Linked DNA regions of Mus musculus: region 2 is linked to region 1. The links are chromatin contacts, called in public Hi-C maps. All regions are on one chromosome and are shown on one strand. The core of a region is the stretch at or near the end of the contact, and the rest is flanking DNA. Distances in the headings are between cores, read along the strand shown.

Region 1 (3,724 bases), core at 575-3,074:
TACACCCTGTGAGTAGAGATTCAGATGACTTCTGGTGTAGAGTATACAAGTCAAAATAGTGAAGCTGAGTAATGAAACTAACTCAGAGACTGTATCAGTACACATGGAACATCCTGATGTTCACAGTCAAAAACACCTTATTTCCATCCACGACAGGTGTGTCACGGATACTTGAGACATCATCCCGACCCAACAGTACATACCCACACACATGTATGGATGGATGGATATGTTTCTTCTATAGCTCATCACAATGCTTAGCTTAGCACATAAGAAGTAGAACTTAGGCAAATTGTTATTTTCTGGAATACTGAAAACATTTCTATCAATGTGGATTTAATACTTTTCCCCACAGAACCAAAAACATTAGGACCAGAGAGATGACAAAATTCAGAGAAAACTCATATTAATAATTTTCTAGTGACCAAGTCTGCCAGGAACTAAAGTTTGGCTCTTCCAGTAACAAATCTTTACGTCTTTGTGGAAAGTAACTGACACTGGCTAGGTCTTAATTACCTCCTCATTGGAAAATAGTTAAGACACTGCACTTCACTTGGTACCCTGAGGAGTTCAGCAATGACAAGAAGACAGATGGGGAGTGTGTCTGGAGCAGACGTTACTCTTAACCTTTTTTGTCTTTTCTCCTGTCACACTCAGTGAGGACACCGAGCAAGCACTCACATGCACCATGGTTCGCACGCATGATGTCCTAGTGCTGGCTACATGGATTGCAACATTTGTCAGAAAGGCAGCTCTGGAGCTCACTGGCTGCATTAAGTACTACAAAGCATCATTCTTTGTTGCCTGAAGAGCAGCAATCAACCCAAGCCTTTTTCAAAGACAATTTTCTTTTTCTTTAACCAATTTACTAATCTTTTAGATGTGTTTTATACACTCCTCCTTTCATGGTTGATATTATAAATATAATTTTTCTTAAATTATTTATCTTACTTTTCAGATTATAATTACATCACTTTATCTTCCCCTTTCCTTTCTCCAAATATTATCATATATCTGTCCTTGCTCTCTTTTAAAATCATTGCCACTTTTAAATTAATTTTTATTATATACATACTTATACAGGCATATACATATATATTCTTAAATGCATAAACATAACCTGTTCAGTCTATATAACCGTATCTGTATGTATGATTTCAATGCTGAATTTTAAACAATTAATAAATATAATTATTTACAACCATGAATATATATTAAAAGAATTACTCTATGTCAAAGCAAAAGACTTCTTTTTCACAAATATTTAATATTGGGATGTTTTTAATTTAAAATAAAGCCCCTAAATTCTCTCTGGACAATACTCTAAAATGCAGTAAAGTCATGGGAGTGTTAGTTACACACCTTGCTGCTTGCCATAAAGGGGAGACAAAGGCTCCTCCCAAGTTTCTACATGATTTTTCATTTGTGCTCCCCCCACTCCCCCACCCCCATTTTTACATGTCCTTCCTGAAAAGAGGACACTGAAGCTGAGATAAAGGGGCTGGATGAGATCAGACAGGCAGGAAAGGGCCCAGAAAACTATCATTCCTCCAGATGAATACTGAACTTTTGATTAAAGATCAAAATTAAAAATTCAAAAGGTTTGGCAACCCTCACAGAACTCATAGCCAAGGGATTAGTCCAGAGGATCCTCCCCTAGACAACTCAAAAGGCCAGGGCGACTGTGAATGGGAGAGTGCGGCTTTGTGCAGGACTGCAAAGGTTTTCAGTGAGGAGATGGCATTTGAGCTAGGTCCTATTGCACGAGTGGGAGTTCGCTGCGCATAGAAAGGAAGGAAGGGCACTCCAGGAAAAGAAACAGCATCTGGGACAAGATAGAGTTTCAAAAAAGTGGCATATTCAGAACGCAGTGAGACATGCCTGTGGCTGAAGCGTAGGGGGCACGTGGGAGAGGAGAAGACTGGGAGATGGAAAATTTTAGAGAAAAGGGCTGGGGAGACTTTGTGAAGGACAAGCACCACTCCCAGCAGGTTTAAGGGATGATGGACAAGGGCATGGCCTAGCACCATCTTGTGGTTTCAGAAATGTCTCCTGGAAGCTTGGACAAAATAGAATGTAAATCCAACAGATATCCAGTTTCCTAGGATATACTCATCAAATGGTTTGATCGCCTTATACTTAGAGGCCACACATGAATGTCCTCTAACTGGGGGACTTTTGGAGGACCATAAGGAATAAAAAATGAGTGGGGAACTTTATAGCTATCTCTAAACAATAGAGAGTGTTTTAAACTTTCTTTCAATTAGCAATATTTCCTTTGAATTGATTGTTTCTCTTTTTCTTTTTCTTTTGTTTTTTTTTTTTGTTTTTATTAGATATTTCCTTTATTTACATTTCAAATGTTATTCCCTTTCCTAGTTTCCCTTCTGAAAATCCCCTATCCTCTCCCATCTCCCTGCTCCGAAACCCATGCACCCCCACTTCCTGGCCCAGGCATTCCCCTATACTGGGCATAGAACCTTCACAGGACCAAGGGCCTCTCCTCCCATTGATGGCCAACCAGGCCGACATTTGCTACATATGCAGCTATAGCCACAAGTCCTTCCCTGTGTTTTCTTTGATTGGTGGTTTAGTCCCAGGGAGCTCTGGGGTTACTGGTTAGTTCATATTGTTGTTCCTACTAGGGTGCTTTAAACCCCTTCAGCTCCTTGGGTACTTTCTCTAGCTCCTTCATTGGGGACCCTGTGCTCCATCTAATGGATGACTGTGAGCATCCACTTCAGTATTAGTCAGGCACTGGCATAGCCTCTCAGGAGATAGCTATATCAGGCTCCTGTCAGCAAGCTCTTGTTCGCATCTGCCATAGTGTCTGGGTTTGGTGGTTGTTTATGGGATGGATCCCCAGGTGGGGCAGTTTTTGGATGGTCATTCCTTCAGTCTCTGCTCTACACTTTGTCTCTGTAACTTCTTCCATGGGTATTTTGTACCCCCTTCTAAGAAGGGTCGAAGTATCCAAACTTTGGTCTTCCTTCTTCTTGAGTTTCACGTGTACTGCAAATTGAATCTTGGATGTTCTGACCTCCTGGGCTAATATCCACTTATCAGTGAGTGTATATCATGTGTGTTCTTTTGTGATTGGGTTACCTCACTTCAGATGATATCCTCCAGATCCATCCATTTGTCTAAGAATTTCATGAATTCATTGTTTTTAATAGCTGCATAGTACTCCATTGTGTAAATGTACCACATTTTCTGTATCCATTCCTCTGTTGACGGACATCTGGGTGCTTTTGAAGACCCAGAAATGAACACACAAATTTATGGTCATTAGATCTTTGACAAAGGAGTTAAAACCATCCAGTGGGGAAAAGACAGCATTTTCAAGCACAAGAGATGCTGGCTCAACTGGCGGTTATCATGTAGAAGAATGGGAATTGACCCGTTCTTATCTCCTTGTACAAAATTCAAGTCTAAGTGGACCAAGGAACTCCACATAAAACCAAAGACACTGAAAATTATAGAGGAGAAAGTGGAGAAAAGCCTCAAAGATATGAGCACAGGGGGAAAATTCCTGAACAGAACAGCAATGGCCTGTGCTGTAAGATCGAGTATTGACAAATGGGACCTCATAAAATTGCAAATCTTCTGTAAGGCACAGGACACTGTCAATAAGACAAAATGGTAACCAACAGATTGGGAAAATATTTTTACCAATCCTAAATCTGATATGGGGATAATATCCAATATATATAAAGAACTCAAG
Region 2 (3,724 bases), core at 564-3,063, 2.5 Mb before region 1:
GTTCCATGAGAAAGTTATATTTAAAAGTAATCTAAAACATCAATCATTAGAAATAATATAATAGATAGATATAATCAGCAAGCATTTCTTGAATTTATAGATATGCATAGATATAGAATATATAGATATAATCAGCAAATATTTTGTGATTAAGATTATGTTGCCATTCAAGATGGAGATAAAAGAGGAAAATAGCATTTTAAGTGACATAATTTTTGCTCTATAGTCTTTTAGAAGGTGAAAATCTAGATTTGGCATCTTTATGCATATTTGTACTATATACTATATTTGCTACATAGTTTGAAAATTAAATCTTAGTTTTGAGGTGAACATCTACTTTAAAATATATGCACCTTTGTTTAAGTTACAAAATGAAAATATGCACATTGATAGAGACTACAACTATGGCAAATGCATCAGAAAATGTTACATTTATGCTTTTAATTTCTGTCTATGATGGAATCATTGACATTGAATATTCCAGTGTATGTACGCCCACGTTTGCAAGACAAAAGTGAGGAAAAATAAGCAACAAAATTATTTTCTGCTGCAATATTACTTGAAATATTTGCAAGTACTTTGTTAGTTTATTAAATTCTTTTAAATAAATATCTGTTTTAATTTAAAGCCTGGACCAGCATTTGAGCACCACTCCACTTTGTATTTCTTACTGATCTCTAACCACTATAAAATCTGTATTGTTCTTATGTCATGAAGCCTTCGAAATATACTGTTTTATGAAAAAGAAAGAGAGAGATAGAGAGAGAGAGAGAGAGAAAGAAAGAAAGAAAGAAAGAAAGAAAGAAAGAAAGAAAGAAAGAAAGAAAGAAAGAGAGAAAGAAAGAAAAGGCTGAGGCTTTCCCGGATAAAAACACTAGTTGCTGACTGAAATCAAAGATTTATTTTACACAATTAGAAATCAGCTTTTTGTGTCCTTAAAAGGCAAATCCTTAGAAACAATAAAACTAATATAAAAATGTATGAATCAATGAGAAATAAAAGAATTCCTAAGCTTTAGAAATAAATCTCAACTAGAAAAGGAAACCAATTGTGCTACAGTATTTGAAAATGATTTATTAGGCAAAGTATAAAGAGCACACCTGGACATAGATGCATATAATGACATTTTAAAACTATTTTGCAAAATGGGAAAAATACTTTAGCTTTCAAAAAATTCAAAGTTCAATACTCTGAGGACTGCTTATAGGGCGGCCGACATCAGAAGAGAAGTCGAGAACATTTTAGGTACTGTGCCTTTCCAAGAAGGAGGAATGTAGTTATTACCGAGGAATTCAGTTATGTACCGTCTTGCTTCTTGACATTTTATATGAGTGGTGGGGAGATGGTTTATTTAAAAGAAAAGTCTCAAAATACCCAAACCAAGGTATGAAAGCAAGTGACGTTTTAATTCTTTCAGAAACTAATGATTAAAACATGCATCTGTGTTTCTTTTCTAAGTGTAATCTAACGGAAAGTAGACTGAAAACAAAAGGAAACTTGAAAAAGAATTGAGGAAAGAAAAAAGGAGGAAAAGAGAGGACCAGAAGAAACAAATTCCACTCAAATTAAAACGGTATCAAAAATTTAGCCAGGTTATTGAAGCTGATGAGATTTTTTTTGTGTCCTAAATTATTTATATGTTTTTTCAACCTCGTGTTTCTTTACTTTTCTTTCTTTTTTGGGTGGTGATGGTGGTGATGGTGGTGATGGTGGTGATGGTTGTGATGGTGGTGATGGTGGTGGTGGAGGTGGTGAGGATGGCTACTCCTCTTTACCAGTTGCTTGAGATCCCCGGGTCTCGGGGAGACTTCTCAGATGACCACTAGATGGCATGAAAGCACTGTATTGGACCTGCTCAGCCGTCCTGCACTGCGCGACATTGGGGGTTTATTCTTTTCAAGCTGGGAGCTCAGTGTTAATCATGTAAGATGCCTTTTCTTTGAGAAAGATCTTTTTGTGTCGCATGACACTTTCCAGGACACAAAGGGAGTATTCTGTCCTCCTTCCACACACACTTAGAAAATGTCGGATTAAATTTGGAATAATAAAAATCATGTCAGTGTTTGCTGGGGTTTCCTGAGAACTTTACTCTCTTCCCTTTGGGGGATAGTGTGCTATTTGTTATGCGGTCTACCTTAATAGGTGGACAGAGCAGTCCCTTCACCACTGTGCCTGCAACAACTGCAGACAAAGTTTGCACATTTGCAGTCATATTTCTTTTTCTTGATTTTTTTTTTTTTTCATCAAAATTTCTCTTGGTTTTTCTTCACTTATGCTGTTAGGGTCTGTCATTAAGGACTAATATGAAATGCTGGATTTCAAACAGCCGTGGCAAAGGAGACAATCCCCTTTAACACTTTCTACCAGCCAGGCAACGCATGTCTTTGTTCTTGCTTCGCAAATACGTTTAAAGTTTTTGCCTGGTCACTGGGCCGCTTTCGTCTTTCCCTCCACACTTGCAGTTGTAGTTTTATATGTGGAACATTTCCTGTTTCCCAAGATACATATCAAATATCTCTCCCTGTTCGTCCACAACAGGAACAATTACCATATCCCTTCAGATGTTATCACTATCTGCCTTCACAAAATGTCCATTGTAGACGATGTTTTGATCTTTGGATAAGTGCCTTAATTTAAAATAATGGCAAAAGGGTAAATTAGGCCTCCATGCTCAACAGCGCATGAATGACAAATCTGTTGTGGTTGGGGTATATTTTTGATATTCCTTTAAACGTCTCATAGCAGATTTACATGGGATCAAAAATGATACTGCGCATTGACAAACTGAAGTGCATAATTTATTTCATGTACTACTGATACTACTATATAACCTACACATTTAATTTTACTTCTAATGGCTTTACAATTTTGATAGATATGAAATCATGTCAGTTTAAAATCTCACAGATCTGAAGTTTGGGGGGGCTGTTTTCAGTATCCACCTTTGTAAAGCTTTTTATCCCGTGTATAGTATCTGAGAATAAGATAATTTGTTGGACATATTTTCTTAGCTTTGATTTTTATAAATTTATCAAAACTACAGATTCTAAGAAGACATCTATATAAAATATTTAGTAAAACAAAGATCCAATGATATAATCATAGCTCTTTAAAATGTAAATATGAGGGGAATCAAGGGGTCCCATGGTGGTAAAACTTTCTGCACAGGCAATGTTGTGTGCAGTATGCTCTCTGGGTGTCTCTAGTTTGAGAAAATTCCACTTCATTTGTGGTGTTAACGTACGGCACGGTTAATAAGTTATGTCTTCAATTTCTCTTATATTTGATTATATCACTTTTAGTTTGGATATAAACCCCAAGTTCTTAGGATTGTTTTAACATAGTGAGTTGCGACTGATCAATAGAAAATCAGAGACAAAAATCAGAAAACAGGACCCCTATACATCCAGAACTGAGATTCCCCTCTTAGGCTGTCAGTGTGATAGGCATACAAGACTGATACCATAGCACATTTTGCTTCTCACTATTGACCATCGAAGATGGTGATCAGCATGCGGTTGCTCTGCTTGGAAACAGACTGGGTGAGCTTTTACCTTGAGGAACTGCTCATTTGGTTCTATTTGAGCTCTTGCAGAAAAATACCTGCTTCTTACAGGTTTTGGGAGGGACATTGCTCCACAAGGGATCAAAATGATTTTAATGGAAACCTTTTTGAAAACATTTCAAAAAATGTTTAACTCTGACTGAGAATGAAGTGGATTCT

What was found. Hi-C and Micro-C count contacts between places; a contact is called where the count stands out from the background.
Region 2: a contact with region 1 is called in a Hi-C map of cerebral cortex, with 5 times the contacts expected there. The contact joins two enhancer-like sites. A contact is called at or near these places in 1 of 484 Hi-C or Micro-C datasets (cerebral cortex) and 1 of 115 datasets of contacts at active chromatin or transcription factors (embryonic forebrain).

The regions. Positions count from the first base shown.
Region 1 is chr13:82,306,656-82,310,379 of GRCm38.p6, reverse strand. No RefSeq gene overlaps it. Among named protein-coding and RNA genes, the nearest start is that of Gm24295, 260 kb to the right of the region's middle. Within about 2 kb of position 1,824, at least 4 of the 459 cell types and tissues checked have an H3K27ac peak or open chromatin away from gene starts, as enhancers often do. A contact at or near this core is called in cerebral cortex, where this site is marked.
Region 2 is chr13:84,756,835-84,760,558 of GRCm38.p6, reverse strand. All of the region lies in intron 2 of Gm34196 (a long non-coding RNA gene), which reads left to right. Among named protein-coding and RNA genes, the nearest start is that of Gm34246, 83 kb to the right of the region's middle. Within about 2 kb of position 1,813, at least 36 of the 459 cell types and tissues checked have an H3K27ac peak or open chromatin away from gene starts, as enhancers often do. A contact at or near this core is called in cerebral cortex, where this site is marked.